Regions from separate parts of the Mus musculus genome. Here regions 2 and 3 are each linked to region 1. Evidence: chromatin contacts called from public ChIA-PET and HiChIP or PLAC-seq data. All regions are on one chromosome and are shown on one strand. The core of a region is the stretch at or near the end of the contact, and the rest is flanking DNA. Distances in the headings are between cores, read along the strand shown.

The links. ChIA-PET counts read pairs in DNA pulled down with a chosen protein or histone mark. HiChIP or PLAC-seq counts read pairs in DNA pulled down with a chosen protein or histone mark.
Region 2: a contact with region 1 is called in a BATF HiChIP or PLAC-seq map of CD8 T cells, with 6 read pairs. The contact joins two enhancer-like sites. A contact is called at or near these places in 1 of 39 promoter capture datasets (pre-B cells), 1 of 484 Hi-C or Micro-C datasets (bone marrow-derived macrophages) and 8 of 115 datasets of contacts at active chromatin or transcription factors (CD8 T cells, the SCID.adh cell line, bone marrow-derived macrophages and 5 more).
Region 3: a contact with region 1 is called in an RNA polymerase II ChIA-PET map of memory CD8 T cells, with 48 read pairs. The contact joins the promoter of Tbc1d1 here to the enhancer-like site in region 1. A contact is called at or near these places in 5 of 39 promoter capture datasets (hippocampal neurons, liver, pre-B cells and 1 more), 2 of 115 datasets of contacts at active chromatin or transcription factors (CD8 T cells and memory CD8 T cells) and 1 of 9 other capture datasets (pancreatic islet).

Annotation. Positions count from the first base shown.
Region 1 is chr5:64,485,448-64,490,344 of GRCm38.p6, forward strand. No RefSeq gene overlaps it. Among named protein-coding and RNA genes, the nearest start is that of Gm52815, 7.8 kb to the right of the region's middle. Within about 2 kb of position 2,739, at least 114 of the 459 cell types and tissues checked have an H3K27ac peak or open chromatin away from gene starts, as enhancers often do. A contact at or near this core is called in CD8 T cells and memory CD8 T cells, where this site is marked.
Region 2 is chr5:64,843,784-64,848,680 of GRCm38.p6, forward strand. No RefSeq gene overlaps it. Among named protein-coding and RNA genes, the nearest start is that of Gm31684, 29 kb to the left of the region's middle. Within about 2 kb of position 2,153, at least 3 of the 459 cell types and tissues checked have an H3K27ac peak or open chromatin away from gene starts, as enhancers often do. A contact at or near this core is called in CD8 T cells, where this site is marked.
Region 3 is chr5:64,157,367-64,162,263 of GRCm38.p6, forward strand. It overlaps Tbc1d1 (TBC1 domain family, member 1), which reads left to right and starts at 2,894. Exons shown (of 22, transcript NM_001310611.1): 1 at 2,894-3,139.

The DNA.
Region 1 (4,897 bases), core at 1,489-3,988:
AGCCCTAACTTTAGTAGGTACATTTCTTGTCACTGTAACAAGATGGCTGGCAGAGACAGTCTAAAAGAAGTAAATTTTTTGGCTCGTGGGTTTTTGTTTGTGTTTGTATAATATAGTATTTTAATTACCTCTCTGAGTTCGATGCCAGCTTGGTCTACACAGTGGGTTCCAGGGACAGCCAGGACTACATAGAGAGACCCTGACTCAACAAAACAAAACAAACAAATAACTATTTGTGTGAAGCCAAAAGAGGGTTGTTTTTGTTTTGTTTTGATCTACCAATGAAAACAGAAATGTAGAAAATGGAAACACACAGGACACAAAGAAGTCCCGAGAGGAAAGTTGATGGTGATACATGCCAATAATGAGAAAAAAGAAAGATCTCAAATAAACGACCTGATTCTATATCTCAAGGAACTAGAGAGAGAGAGAACAGGAAGAAAATCAATACGAGATCTAGTAGGATAATATACATAGGACACGCCAGAGCATAAATAGATGAAGAAGCAGTTCGAGAATCAACATGTTGTGGTGGAGCATCAGTTATTCCATGAACATCACAGAGTAGAAACAGCGGTGGTCCAGTAGCCATGGCAACAAAACAAGCAGAAGAACACAACAACAGCTAGGTGTGTAGTAACAGTAAGGAAGTTATTGACAAGATGCTGATGGAAAGTATACTCAGAGTACCCTTGCTTGGGATTCTAGCCATTCCGTTTCCACGCCTTCCCCAGCAAGTGATCTTGGCAGATGCTTGAGCCCACAGAAGTAGAAGTGTGATTCAGGGATGCAGCTTCCATAGGGTTCTTATCCAGGATGGGATGGCATGTTGCAGTGATAAAGCTGTTTAGACATCACCCACACTTCTGTTACGGTTCATTCGTGCTCCTGTAAGCTCAATATACTAACTAGTTCAGCAAGCTTGACTTGAGTGGGCTCATTACCTTGGTCTGTCCCAATCTGGGGCAAATAAATGTTTATTTATCTCTTCCCAGAAGAAGAAATGCAACAAAACAGAAAAGATCAGTGAAACTTGAAGCTTTTTTTTTTTAAAGATTAAAGCGAACAAACTTTTACCTAGATTAGTAAGAGGGAAGAGTCAAATAAGCAATTGACATCATAAAATGAAGAAGACGTCACAGTTAGTACTGCAGAATCACAAAGCCTAAGAGACTGGGGTGAGCAGGATCTTCAACAAGCCGAACAACCTAGAAGAGATGGACAGGTTCCTCAGAACGACAGCCTAACAGGATGGAGCCACAGACAGAGACTGACGGATTAGTAACCAGTGTGGAGATGGAAGTATCTCCAGGACCTCACCCCGGCTTCCCAATGGTTCCCTGGTTCTTGTGATCTCAACTGACCTATTGTAGATGCTATAGGTAAGGTTTATTACAGAGTAATTGGAAACACTCTCACAGAGTGAGACTAGACAATGGCCAGAGAGACCATTACAAGGAGCTACACATTTAGTGTGACTCATAGCACTTTCTGAAGTCTCTGGGGGCAGAGAGCTTTCCCAAGGGGCATTTTCCTGCTTGAGTGACTGACAGGCCTATCTAGATGAATTCTTCAAGAGGAAGACAGTAACAAGTCTTTGTTCCTTACCAAAAGGCCTCCAGCAATCTTGGGATCTTTTTGGGTAGTTCAGACAGTCTCTCTTCCCCATGGCCAAAGATATGACTCTCACCCCATTTTTTTTTTCTGAAATCATGCATCAGCACAGATTAGCAAGAAGTAAAGAAAGAAAACTAAGCAAGTATAAGGAATAACCATGCTTTCTTTAGCAGAAGCAGGAAGGTCTTCCCTGCCTGGACCCCAAGAAAGCATGCTATGTCCCCCTTTCTCACCTATGTCTAATCCATAGTCCCCCGTCGTGGGATCTTAGATCTTGGGGGCAACTTGATATCTTCTCTCCATTTCCACATGCCTAAGAAGGTCAATTATGATGTTTCCCCCCTTTTATAAAACAGAGAGGCAAGATGGCGTCCAAAGCTGATTATGAAGGAGGAGGTTCATCCTCAGCAACCTTCAAGCTTGCTCATTTCTAAGTAGCAAACACTATCAACAATCATGAAGTCTGGAGCTTAGAAGAATGTGGTAATGTGCAGGACTAGAAGGGAGGGAGCCCTGTTTCGAGGTTGCATCCACACTTTTAAACTCTCCTGAAGTCTCTATGATAAGAGGAATCTAACCGAAACGATTGGCTTGCAAACATCTCGGCACTACTAAGTACAACACACACAGGGCCATTCTATCAAAGCCTTGAGTTAGAGGTCCGCTCTGAGAACCATGCTCTGCAGACCATGCTCTGAGGACCACGCCCCGCTGTGAGAAAAACAGAGCCGACCTCACACCTTGGTACCTCCCCGTCTTCAATAGATTAAAAAGGACTGCAGCAAGAGCTTGCAAGCCTCTCTCTCACTTCCTCTCTCTTGCTCAGGAGAACTGTGAGAACTAACTGTTGATCTGAAAGCAACCATGATTTGCTACAGAGGTGCGAGCTTGCACAGAGACCTGTGAAATCCCACAGAACACAGGAAGTGTCTAATTCCGCTGGATCGGGCTGGTGTCAAGGCAGCTGACAGCTTCAGAGCCAAGAGCCTCCAGAATCCTTTTTGGTAAGGAATGTCAGCTACAAGGGGAATCCCTACCTCACCATCTACACAGAGTTCAAAGGAAATGCAGATTTAATCATTTGGTTTCTGTGTGACTTTCAAGTCAAAGTGAAACTAGAATGTGAATATCAGAGCGTGTGAACCTTTTTGGTACGAAGCCTGGGTTCCCCTCTTACTGCTGCGGTGTGTAGAGGATTGTGCAATGTAATAGCAGCATCCAAGATACACAGGGTCTCTGCTTCGACTCTCAAGATGACTGCTGATGCTCGGAGCTGAGCTGCAGAGTGCAGCAGCTCATTGTTTGGGCCAGGAGTGTGCACGTGAAAAATGACTCGCCGCACACTCTGCTTCCATTCTGGTGCTCCGGGAATGGATTGACTTCAAAGAACTCTTTAAAAATTAAAGTTAGGGGGACTGGAGAGATGGCTCACTGGTTGAGATTACTGACCGCTCTTCCAGAGGAGCCAGGTTCAATTCCCAGCACCTATATGGCAGTTCATAACTGTCTGTAACTCCAAGATCTGACACCCTGATGCAGACATACATGCAAACAAAACACCAATGCACATGAAATAAAACTAAACTTAGAATGCCACCTAGCAGTAGTGAAACTAAGTTCAATCCCCAGAGCCATTAAATAAATATAATGCATGTATATGCATATATACATATACATAATCTATTTATAATTTATATTTCTCCATTGGTGAACAAAAGTTAGAATACATGTTCATTGTTAAAAATAAGAAACAGAACACGGGTGATGACCAACCTAAACATCACCAGTGTGGTCTTACACAAATAGGTTCCCTTTTCTTATTTCATTTAGAAACCCACTAAGCAATTGGTGTAATACTCCATTTAGAGCAAGAACACCACAGAGTTGTCTCTGATATCCACATAAATGCTATGACATGCTTGCCTCCCTATATACACACATCATGTATGTGTGTGTGTAAACACATACACACACACACACACACACACACACACACACAGAGAGAGAGAGAGAGAGAGAGAGAGAGAGAGAGAGAGAGAGAGAGATATTAAAAATAAATCTAGTACCAGAACCTGAGTTTGATCCCCCAAACCATGTAAAAAAAAAATCCAACCATGTGATGTATGCTTGTAATTCTAGCTCAGGGGAGGGAGAGCCAGGCAGACAGATCCCTTTGTCTGAAGAAAGAAAGTGGATGTCTCCATGGAAGGACACCTGAAGTTAACCTCTGACCCCCACAGGCATGCACATGCATATGAACATGTACCCACACACATGAACATACACAGGAAAACACTTCTCTTACGCCATGCATACCATAATTTGTATAAAATTCCACCATAAAGGAGAGCTGGTTTCAGCTTCCTTTATTATAAACTATACTGCAGCAACTATATGTGAATACACATTTTTTTCTGTTTAGCATCAATTTCGTACTATTAAATTTTCAAAAAATTGAAATTAAGACCAAATTTCAGTGGTTTTTAATGTTTCATAATTAACTTTGCTTCTTTACCATGGCTTTAAAAATATTTATAAAGGGCTGGAGAGATGGCTTAGCTGTTAAGAGCACTTGGCTGCTCTTTCAGAAGTCCTGAGTTCAAAACACCAATGCACAGAAAATAAAAATACAAAATAAAACCCAACAAAAACCTATAAGATACCAATTATGAGGACAAACTTGGGGTCTCAAACTTTATAAATACTTCTTGAAACATGCAAGACTGCCTTGGTAAGTAGGCCACTTAACCAGTGGGAAGGGACTGTGTCCGGCTGCCCTCAGCGAAAGGCAATGGTCTGTGTTCCCAAGGTCACCAGGCCCCTTTGTCCATTCTTCCCGTTAGCCCCAGGGTGGCCACCTTGGTGAAATCTCCTATTTCTGTTTTCACCATAATCCATTTTTAAATTTGTGTTTCAGGAGAGGCAGCTGAGCCCTGCTTATTGGTGCTGCCAGAGAAATGACACTTTTGGGGAATGAGCCACTCAAAGGAACTTGACTGAAAAGGGAGCAGAAGGATGGAATGGCCCCAGGGACCTGTGGTCCTTCCTGATCCCTTGGTGTTTTGAGGCTCTTTTGAACTCTTTGGATTCACTTTGAACTAATCTAATAGGAAACCTCTGTTCCTATATTGTGGGGCTCCCCTGAGTCCCTAGATTCCTTAGAGTGATTTGGGCATCTGTTTGTCTGGGCAAGCTTTGTCTTTGGGGCTCTTTCAAGCCAATCTGCACTTCTTTTGAGCTATTTAGAATCATGCTGGCGTGACATAGAAGCTTGAATTCT
Region 2 (4,897 bases), core at 903-3,402, 360 kb after region 1:
TGATGGTGAAGGACTTACATGGGCTCAAGCAAGTTCTTAGGACAAAGGCAGAAAGCAACCACATTCACCAAATGGTCTCTAGCCTAACTGTTGATACTGTTCCCCTCTGAAATTTCTTGGACCTTCACAGACTATACGGTTCTCAACACTACTGTCTTCTGAGCTTCCAATAGGATGTACCTTTAAGTTCCTCTTATAGACTTCAATAATTTCCAAGTCTAAAGTCACAAAGTCACTTTCCTCCCCAGACCACCTAATCAGGTTCTTCAAAGAAGTATTCCCATTCACAGTAACAACATCTGTCTTTGTTTTCTGCTGCTGAGAAAAACCACCGTGACTAAGGCAACTCGTATTAGGAAGAGTTTATTTAGGCTCACTGTTTGGGAGGGGTAAGAGTCCATCAACATCACAGCTGGGAAACATGACAGCAGACATTTCACGGAAACTGGAGCAGCAAGCTGAGTAGGTTTAAGATGCTCCACAGGCATTAGGGAAAAGAACAAGAACCACTGGGCCTGGCCTTAAACATCTGAGATGTCTAAGCTCACCACCACAGTGACATACTTCCTCCAACAAGGCCATTTCTACTGCAACAAGACCATAGCTCCTAACAGTGGCATTTCCTATGGGACAAGCATTCAAGCACATGAATCTATGGGGGAAATACCCATTCCACTCTCTGGTCCCAGTAGGCTTGTAGCCAGGACATAATGCAGGAATGCCTTTAGTCCAACTTCAAAAGTCCCCATGGTCTACAACAGTCTCAACCCTGTCAATGTCTCTTCTGAGACTCACAGCAATCTCTTAAGTGTAATCTCCTATAAAATCAAAATAAAAAAGATCACATACTCCCAACATACAATGGCACAGGATATACATTACCGTTTTATTAGGGAAGAAAGGAAATGGGAAGGAAAGGAAGCATAGTGAGGAGATATTGTACAAAAAAAAAAAAAAAAAGACCCAAAAACCAGTTGAGCAAATGCCAGACTCTGCATCTTCATATCTGATGTGCCAGTGGTTTTCATATCTCCAATTCTGTTGTCCTTTGTTGATTACAACACACTTCTTTCTCTTGGGCTGGTTCCAATCCCTGTTATCAGCGACACCCTTGACATACACCTGGCCTCAATGGCTTTCCTTAGTTGCTGAGGGATATTCCATAAGCCCTTGCTTCTATTCTTGACTCTAAAGTCAGAACCATGTGGCCGAAGCTGCCAAGTTCTGTTGCTTGCTAGGGCAGGAACATGGTCCCTTGTTCAGTTACATTTTCATCAGCTTTCTGTTTTTGATGGTTTTCTTCACTGCAAAAGTTTGGCTGTCTTTGAATTCACTCTGTAGACCAGTCTGGCCTTGAACTTAGAGATTCACTAGCCTTTGCCTTCTGAGTGCTAGGATTATAGGCATGTACCACCACACTTCAACCTAAGCTTTAATTCCTTTTCACAAGGTGGAAGCTTAACTGGGTGGGGTCATACCCTGAGACCACCACTTCCTTTATTCCATTTAACATCAGGCTTTTTTTTTTTTTTTTTTAAATCTGTTTATCTCCTTAAAAACAGGGTTTAGCCCCATTCCACTTCCCGGTCTCCATTTTCCCCTCAAGTACATCTTGCTCTTTCCCTTGTTCGGCTTTCTCTTTTTCATTATAGATCTTTATAAGGGTAAACCCTAATAATCATAGGACAGAGTCAATGCCAGGCTGTTTTGAGATTTCTTTTGCCAACAGAGTTAATCCAAAACTCTTCAGTTTAGCCACAGGCAGACTTTTCAGGGCAAAAAGCAGCCACATTGTTAGCCAAACTACCACAAGAACAGTTTCTAGGCCACATACTAACATTCCTCTCCTCTGAAATCTCTTGAGCTGGGACCCCACAATTCAAATCACCCTCAGCATCACTGTCTTCCATGTTCCTATCAGAAAGGCCCGTTAAGCCCCGCTTAAAGCATTCAGCTGCTTCTCTCATCCAAAGTCTCAGAGTCTACTTTCCTCCAAAGAAAAGCATGACCAAGCCTATTAGAATAAAACCCCAGTTGCTGGTACCAACATCTGTCTTAGTTAGGGTTTCTATTGCTGAGAAGAGACTCTATGACCACAGCAACTCTTACAAAAAAACCCCATAAAACAGTTTCAGAGGTTTAGCGAATTATTGTCATGGCAGGAAGCATGACAGCATACAGACAGACATAGTGCTACAGAAGAAACTGAGAGTGCTATATCCTGATCCACAGGCAGCTGGAAAAGAGCTGTGTGCCACTGAGCCTGGGCTCAAGCATCTGAGACCTCAAAGCCCACCTGACAGCAACACACTTCCTCCAGCAAGGCCATACCTACTCCAACAAGACCACCCCTCCTAACAGTGTCACTCCCTTTGGGGCCAAGCATTCAAACACGTGAGTCTATGGGGGCCATACCTATTCAAACCACCACCCAAAGGCACATCTCCTAAGCCTCTCCAAATTGTGTCACCAGTTGGGAAACAGGAATGCAAATGCCTGAGAATTTGTGAGACAAGAACCATATCATTTAACCCACCATTGGGAAAAGGGACCTTATTTGGTTTATACATCCTGATCACAGTCTATCATGAAGAAAAATCAGGGAGGGAACTCAAGAAGGAACATAGAAGCAGGAGCTGAAGCTGAGAACGTGGAGGAAAGATGCTAAATGGCTTTCTTAGTCTGCTTCCTAATACAATGCAGGGCCACTTCTCAACCAGCACTGTCAACAGCAGGCTGGACTCTCCCAAAACAATCATCAATCAACAAAATGCTTCACAGACTTGCCTACAGGCCAATCTCATGGAAGTATTTTCTCCATTGAAGATTCCTTTTTTTCAGATGACCCTGGTCTGTGTCAAGTTGACAAAAATCTAATCAGCATGACATGCAAATTAACAAATGCTATACATTATATCAACAGAATGATAGAAAAAAACATATGATCATCTCAATAAAGAAAAAAAACTATTTGATAAAATTCAATTTATCTGTGTAATAAAAAGCCCTGAGGGCTGGAGAGATGGCTCAGTGGTTAAGAACATTGCTCTTCGGAAGGTCCTGAGTTCAAATCCCAGCAACCACATGGTGGCTCACAACCATCCGTAATGAGATATGACGCCCTCTTCTGGTGCATCTGAAGACAGCTACAGTGTACTTAGATATAATAATAAATAAATCTTTAAAAGAAAGAAAGAAAGAAAGAAAGAAAGAAAGAAGGAAGGAAGGAAGGAAGGAAGGAAGGAAGGAAGGAAGGAAAGAAGGAAAGAAGGAAAGAAGGAAAGAAGGAAAGAAAGAAAGAAAGAAATTGTTTAAAAAAAAAGCCCTGAAAAATAATATACATAGAAGGATTGTATGATAACATAAAGAAGACTATTACAAATTTAACTAACAACAAAAGAATGGGAAAAACCAAATGCACTTTCTCTAAGACTGAAGACAAAACAAGAGTGTATATACTCAGTATATATACTTCTAGTATTCTTATTTATGAATACTAGAAGCCCTGGAAGGTCATGAGAAAGAAATGAAAAATATTCAAATTGGAAAATGTGGTGGTTTGAGAAAAAAATGGCCTCCCTAGGCTTGTACTACTAGAAGGTACGGCATTGTTGGAGTGGGTGTGGCCTTGCTAGAGTGGGTGTGGCCTAGTTGGAGCAAGTATGTCACTGGGGGCAAGCTTTGAGATTTCAAATGCTCAAGGCACACCCAGTGTGACAATCTCTTCCTGCTGACACGGACTGACATCCAGACACAGACTTCTCAGCTATCTTTCCTGAACCATGCATAACACCATGCTTCCCACAATGATGATAAATCTCTGAATTGTAAGCCAGCCCCAATTAAATGTTTTCCTGTAATAGTCATGGTGTCTCTTCACAGCAATAGAAACCCCTAACTAAGACAGAAAGGAAGGACTAAAATTATCCATGCTTGTAAATAACATAATTTTATACTTAAAAAAATAATGTGTGAATACTAACTATCCCATCAAAACAGATGTTAAAGTTTATTAAAAAAATTAATAAAATTACACAATAAAAATCAGTATACAAAACACAGAAATGTCCTCCTTTTTATCATATTGTTTTCTGTTCTGTGGTTTCTGCCTGGTTGGTTTGGCCCAAAGCCTAGCTTCTCAATTTCTTTTCAAGCTGACAAGTACTTTTAAATTTTATTTTATTTTATTTTATTTTATTTTATTTTATTTTATTTTATTTTATTTATTATGAGAGTGTGTGTGATGACCTGGTGAGGGATGTACCCAGTGCATGTCACAGGACAGTTCTATGGAAGTAATTCTTTTCTTCTACCTTTAAATGGCTTCTGGGGATGGGACTCAGGTCACCCACCAGGCTTGCATGTCAGACAGACCACAGCCTCTTTGCAAAAGAAGAAGAAGGAAGAGGAGCAGAAGGAGGAAGAGGAGGGGGAGGGGAGGGGGAGGGAGAAGGAAAAGAACGGTTTCTTCTTTACCCCCAAGTCCCCTTTCCTCTCAGATCTCAGGCAGCTGTCATTGAGAGAAAGTGCTTTGTCCTGACTCAGAAATGTCACAAAGGTGCTAAGTGTCCTGAGTTGGTTTAGCTGCCAGGTTTACTATTTGATTTGCCTTCAGTTTGTTTTGTTGTTGTGTTGTTTTGGTTTTGTTTTTGTTTCTTTTTTTTTTTTTCATAAAAATTGGTGATGTTTCACTCAGCTTCCATGTAGCTGGATTTTTGTTCAATGATAGACTGGGGTAGTGGGGGCAAATGAATCGTTAGACCTGAACAGACTAGACAGAACATACCCTGACTCCAATGGAAAAAAAAAAAAGACCCTTAGTGAAAAATGATGCATAAACCAGGTCACTATTTGGAGAATAGGCTGTTTTTGTTACCATAATCATATGTCAAGCCAG
Region 3 (4,897 bases), core at 1,644-4,143, 330 kb before region 1:
TCCTTGCCTTCCTGCCTCTACTTCTGTTTTGCTAGATTCCAGCAACCACCCTTGGTCTATGTGGGTGTCAAAGCCAGCTCTTCACACAGCTTAGGCATGCAATCTGAACGAGCCACATCCCTGGCCCCTGTCATTTAAAGGTCTTCTTTCTACATTAGCCAAAGACTAGATTTAAAAGTGCTCCTTTTACGTTTTAAAAGCCAAGTGGCCTCTGTTTTCTTTGTCTCTGGGCTTTCTACTGGAAAGGTAAGTTTTATTTTTCTGGAGCTTACAGCTATCTTAGAGCTGGTATTAATATTGCTAGTATTTGCCAATAAATAATTAATTATACTGCAAGTGACTAAATTTGGAGCATAGGAATGACTCTCTAGAGGGAGTCCTAAAAAGAATGCTGTACTCAGAGGTTCTGGGGGCAGGGAGGCAAGTGAAGAGATTGTCTAAAGGCAACCGAGCAGCATCCATGGCTGATAGAGGTGGCTTTTATCCATCAAGCCAGCAAGACAGTCTATCCAGGGACCTCTGGGTCACTAAGGCCATCTAGGAGCCCCTGTGGGGAAGAGCTACACACACACACACACACACACACACACACACACACACACACAGAGTCAACCAGCCCAATGTCATCCCATAGCCCAGAGGGAACTCTGCTGCTGCACTTCAGTCTCAACCCCTTAGAGATGGCCTTAGGGGCTCTGTTGGAACTCCTGTGCCTCAGGAGGAGGAGCCACTTCCTTCCTATAACAAGAACGGGTGCAGGTGGGTGCCCAGAGCTTGGCTGGCACTGCTCACAGTGAGACTACAGATTTCTCTTCCTGTTTGACAGTCTTTAACTCTGCAAACCCCACATGCCAGCCTTGATCTAGAGATTTTACTATTTCTTCCTGAGCTGCTGGAACCCAAAGGGTGAGGCAGGCAGGCTGTCTCCTGAGGTCTACAATAAGTCAGTTAAGGGTTGTTTTTTTTGTTTGTTTTTTGTTTTTTGTTTTTTGTTTTTTTTTTTTTTTAAAGTTCCGAATTCTTTATTGTGTGTCTGGGAACTAGAAAGGTGATGTAGAGATAGCTGCCTGGTGCCTGGTACATGGGCACAACACTTCCCCAGGCCAGGTCAGGGTTAGCATGGTTTCTTGCCTCTAAGGTATACATCTCTGAGCTGGAATTTGTGCGAGCTTATGGGGGAATGAACTGCTCCCCCTCCTCCCAGCACCAGCTGGAGCCTGGACTACTAGGCTACTCTACCCAGGCACTGCCTTCCTTTACCATCTGGTCTCTACTTGACTGCTAAGCCTTCCTGCACTCCAGAATCAAACGTTTTGCAGGGAGGAGGTGGCAGGGTGAGGACAAGATAAGGGAAGGAAATGGTAGATGAGGTGGCTCTGGCCCTATTCTGTAAGCATGCTCCAGAAATTCTCTGTCCCTTCTATGGTGGAGACTGCCAGGCAGGGTAGTTAAGCAATAGGTCCAAATGTGGCTGGGATGCTCCTTCAATGGCTGGCATGTCGCTTGTCTTGACGTGGTGACCTTCTGGAAGTAGCCATGGTCTGTAGGCCACAGAGCGGGAAGGACAACTTAACAATGGGGTTGAAGATAAAAGCATGAAACAGTGATAGTATGATGCTGAAGACGATAGAGTTTAGCTGGATAACCTGATCTTTTCCTGCGGAGCATTTTCCACGAACCAATCAACACTCTTTTCCTTAGACTATTCCTGGCTATATCTATTCTCATTCATTCTCTCTCTCTCTCTCTCTCTCTCTCTCTCTCTCTCTCTCTCTCTCTCTCTCTCTCTCTCTCTCGATCTGAAACTAGGAAGACAAACTATGGTGTAATAAAGAATGAACTAACCCCACATGGCAGCTACGGAGGGCTCTAGATACAATCCAAGCCACGTGCACCGCTCACTTTTCTTGGATCCCTTCTGCTCTTTGGAGTGAGTCTGCCTCTTTAACTTGCGGGAATGGTGCTTTGAGAGGTTTCTGTGGCTCTCTGGCGTGCACACAGACGCGCAGTGCGTGCGTGTGTGTGCTCCGCACGCAGAGAGGGAAAAAGCGCGCGGTCCGGGCTCTGCGTCACTCCCCGCACCTGGCCAGAGATGGGTTTAGTAGAGGCTAATCCGCGGAGGGCACTTCATCCCGGGTGTTTCTCTGAGTCCCCGATTTTGCTGCCTGGAGTGCCAGCGTCCCATCCTGCTTCGGTTCCTGGTTCCCCCCACCAGCCCCCATCCTGCCATTCGACCCCAATGCAAGAAGGATGAGGCGGGGGAAGGGCTGGTGGCTGGGTGGCCTGCGGGTACGCTGCGCAGTGATCTCCGGGTCCGTTTCGGAGGGTGCGTGCAGAGAAGCAGGATCCCTCAGGGAGCGCGGGCTCCGCTGCCACCTGCTGAGAACCTCGCACGCCAAAACAGCCTCGGGCAGGGCTACCTGCTATAAATAAGCGGTCAAGAGCCCGGTGTGTGACCACACATCCCGCCGGGAGGGCCATAATCACTTGTGAGCACGCAGGGAATATTCCGGGCCAGGACTTCGCGCTGAGGCTGGATGGGGTGGCGATGCTTGCACCTTCCCCGAGCTCTCGTGGGGTGGCGCCTGGTGGCCCCTGGGCGGGCTGAGGATGGACCGCTGGGGAGCGAGGGGAGGGAGGCCGCGGAGGACCCGCACTGCAGCAGCTGTTGCTCGCCTGTGACTCGCCAGTCTGGGCCGAGTCGCCTAGCCAGAGTCGCTTGGTGCGGAGGGGAAGGGAGGGCATCTACTCCTGTTCTTGGCTCCCGGGGGACTCACTAGGGAGATTCCGGCTGCTGTCCCCCTCCCCCGCCTCTGCTTTCCCCAGCGCTCGCCCAGCCCGGGAGGAGGAAACGCGAGCGAGCCGCGCGCAGACACCTCCTCCTCCTCCTCAGCTGCTGTCGCCGCCGCCGGCCACACCGCGGTGCCTGTTGCTGCAAGCCACCTCGGACCGACCGTCTCTTCAACCCGCAAGAGAAGCAGAGACTGTGGAGTGGACCCCCACCCCAGCAGCGTGGGGCGGCAAGAGCACAGCCAGCTGAGGACCATGGACGCCCCGCCCGCCCAGGCCATCTTCTGGGTGCCCGGGAGCACCTGCGCGCCCTAGCTCAGCCCGGAGTTCTGAGCGTGCCACCTCACTGGTAGGTTCCACCTTGGGTCCTTAGGGTGCGGGGCAACCCTCCACTTCCAGCATGCCCCTGAGCTCCCTTGCTGCAGAGAAGGCGCGGTCCCGCCACCCAAGGGCGTTGCTGCCGGGTCTCTTGGGGTGCTCTGGTGGGGGAGGGGGAAGAGGCGGGATTTCAGAGCTACCTTGTTGTCCTCTGCTTGGGGGTGGGGGGGGGGGGGAGAAACCTTGATGCTTTCTGCGCTGCGACGAAGGTGCTCAGGTCCCCTGCTCCTCCTCCTTGCATATCCCGCCCCACTCCCTCCCGCCAAATATCACCGGGGCACAAGTGTTTGTAAGGCATCCAGCTCGGACGAGGCCGGTCAGAGTGACCCCAGGCCGCCTTTTGAAAGTTCAGGGTACTTTGCAGCGGTAACTTTGGCAGCTTCTCGGTGCACGCAACATTTCTTTCTATGGGCACATCCTGTGCTGGTCATTTTGAAACCCGGCTTGATTGTTTCCTAGCAGCTTCCGGGTTGCTACGTGAGTAAGAGGCTCACTCTAACTTCACAGGTTGCTGTTCTCTTCTTTTCTAAAAGATGTGTCGTTCTGTTTGAACCCCACCTAGGTGTGGCGTTCCTGGTTGTGATTTTATTTTAAATGCCTTGTTCTCCGGAAGTTGCTTAAAAAGGAAAAGAAATTGAAAGTGATGAGTGTTTCTCTCAGCAAACATCTTCAGCGCCCTGGTACTGATGATGGCAGGCATTCACCTCCTACGTACAACCCTCCTTCGTCCTCTTAGTGGCTGCAAGCCGTTCTTCTATTTAGAGCCAGGTGTTAGAAGGGAATTTTTGAATGACCTAATTTAAATGGGTCACACCCAGGAAGCTCAGCTGTCTCTACAAGTCTAAACTTCTAAACTTTTTGCGTTGCACCTCCATGGGCAAAGATCCCTTTTAAGACCCCCTCGATGTGAAGTGGGATTCCCATGAGTTGGAGAATGGCCACACTTAGGCTTTATTGTTTGTGGAGCCTGCTCAAGGTGGGAGGGGTGGGATGGGAGAAGGAGAGGGCAGCTGTACCCAAAGGTAGGAATGTATCACTTTTCAGGGTCTCACTACCTTGCCTGAGAGCTCGCTGAGGCTAGCGAGTTCTTTTCTCTTTTCTCAGCATTCACGGTGCCCCCCTTCTGCAGAGTCAGTTCCTCCCTGGGAACCCTGAGGACTTTCTTAAGGAACCAGGAAGAGGCATGAAAAGTACATAAACGGGTGGGTGCTTTGCAAAACTCTTAGCAATGGGAAGCTGAGCCTCTGATGTGCCTGTCTTTAATGTTCGTTCCTATCAAGTTAAAGGGACCAACTCTCTTAAGTTTATCTGTAAGAAACCATTGATGTGCCGTGAGCTCTACTGTGTGGTAGATGCTGCAGTGAGTTAGCTGGTACCCCATAAAAGGCTGCATGTATGAACTAATGACCAAGGGACCAAATGTGGTGCAATGGACAGTCTGAAACCAGCAGAGGACCATTAAAAGGGATGCTTTTGGGGGGGGGTGTGGATTTGTTCAGTCATTTACAAACCCATAGAAAAGGGGAAAAGCTTTGGTGTAGTTATGACTTATTAATACCAAAGGAGAGCTTTGCAGTGGGCCTCCCTGACACAACCTACCCTTATCTGTCCCAGGAGAGCTCGAGGGTTCCCTGATAACCCTTCTAATGTATAAGAGCCTTCTAACATACAAGTCCCAGTACCCGAGGAAACCTGGAGGCGATGGATGGGTGTCTGGAGGAACACTGAC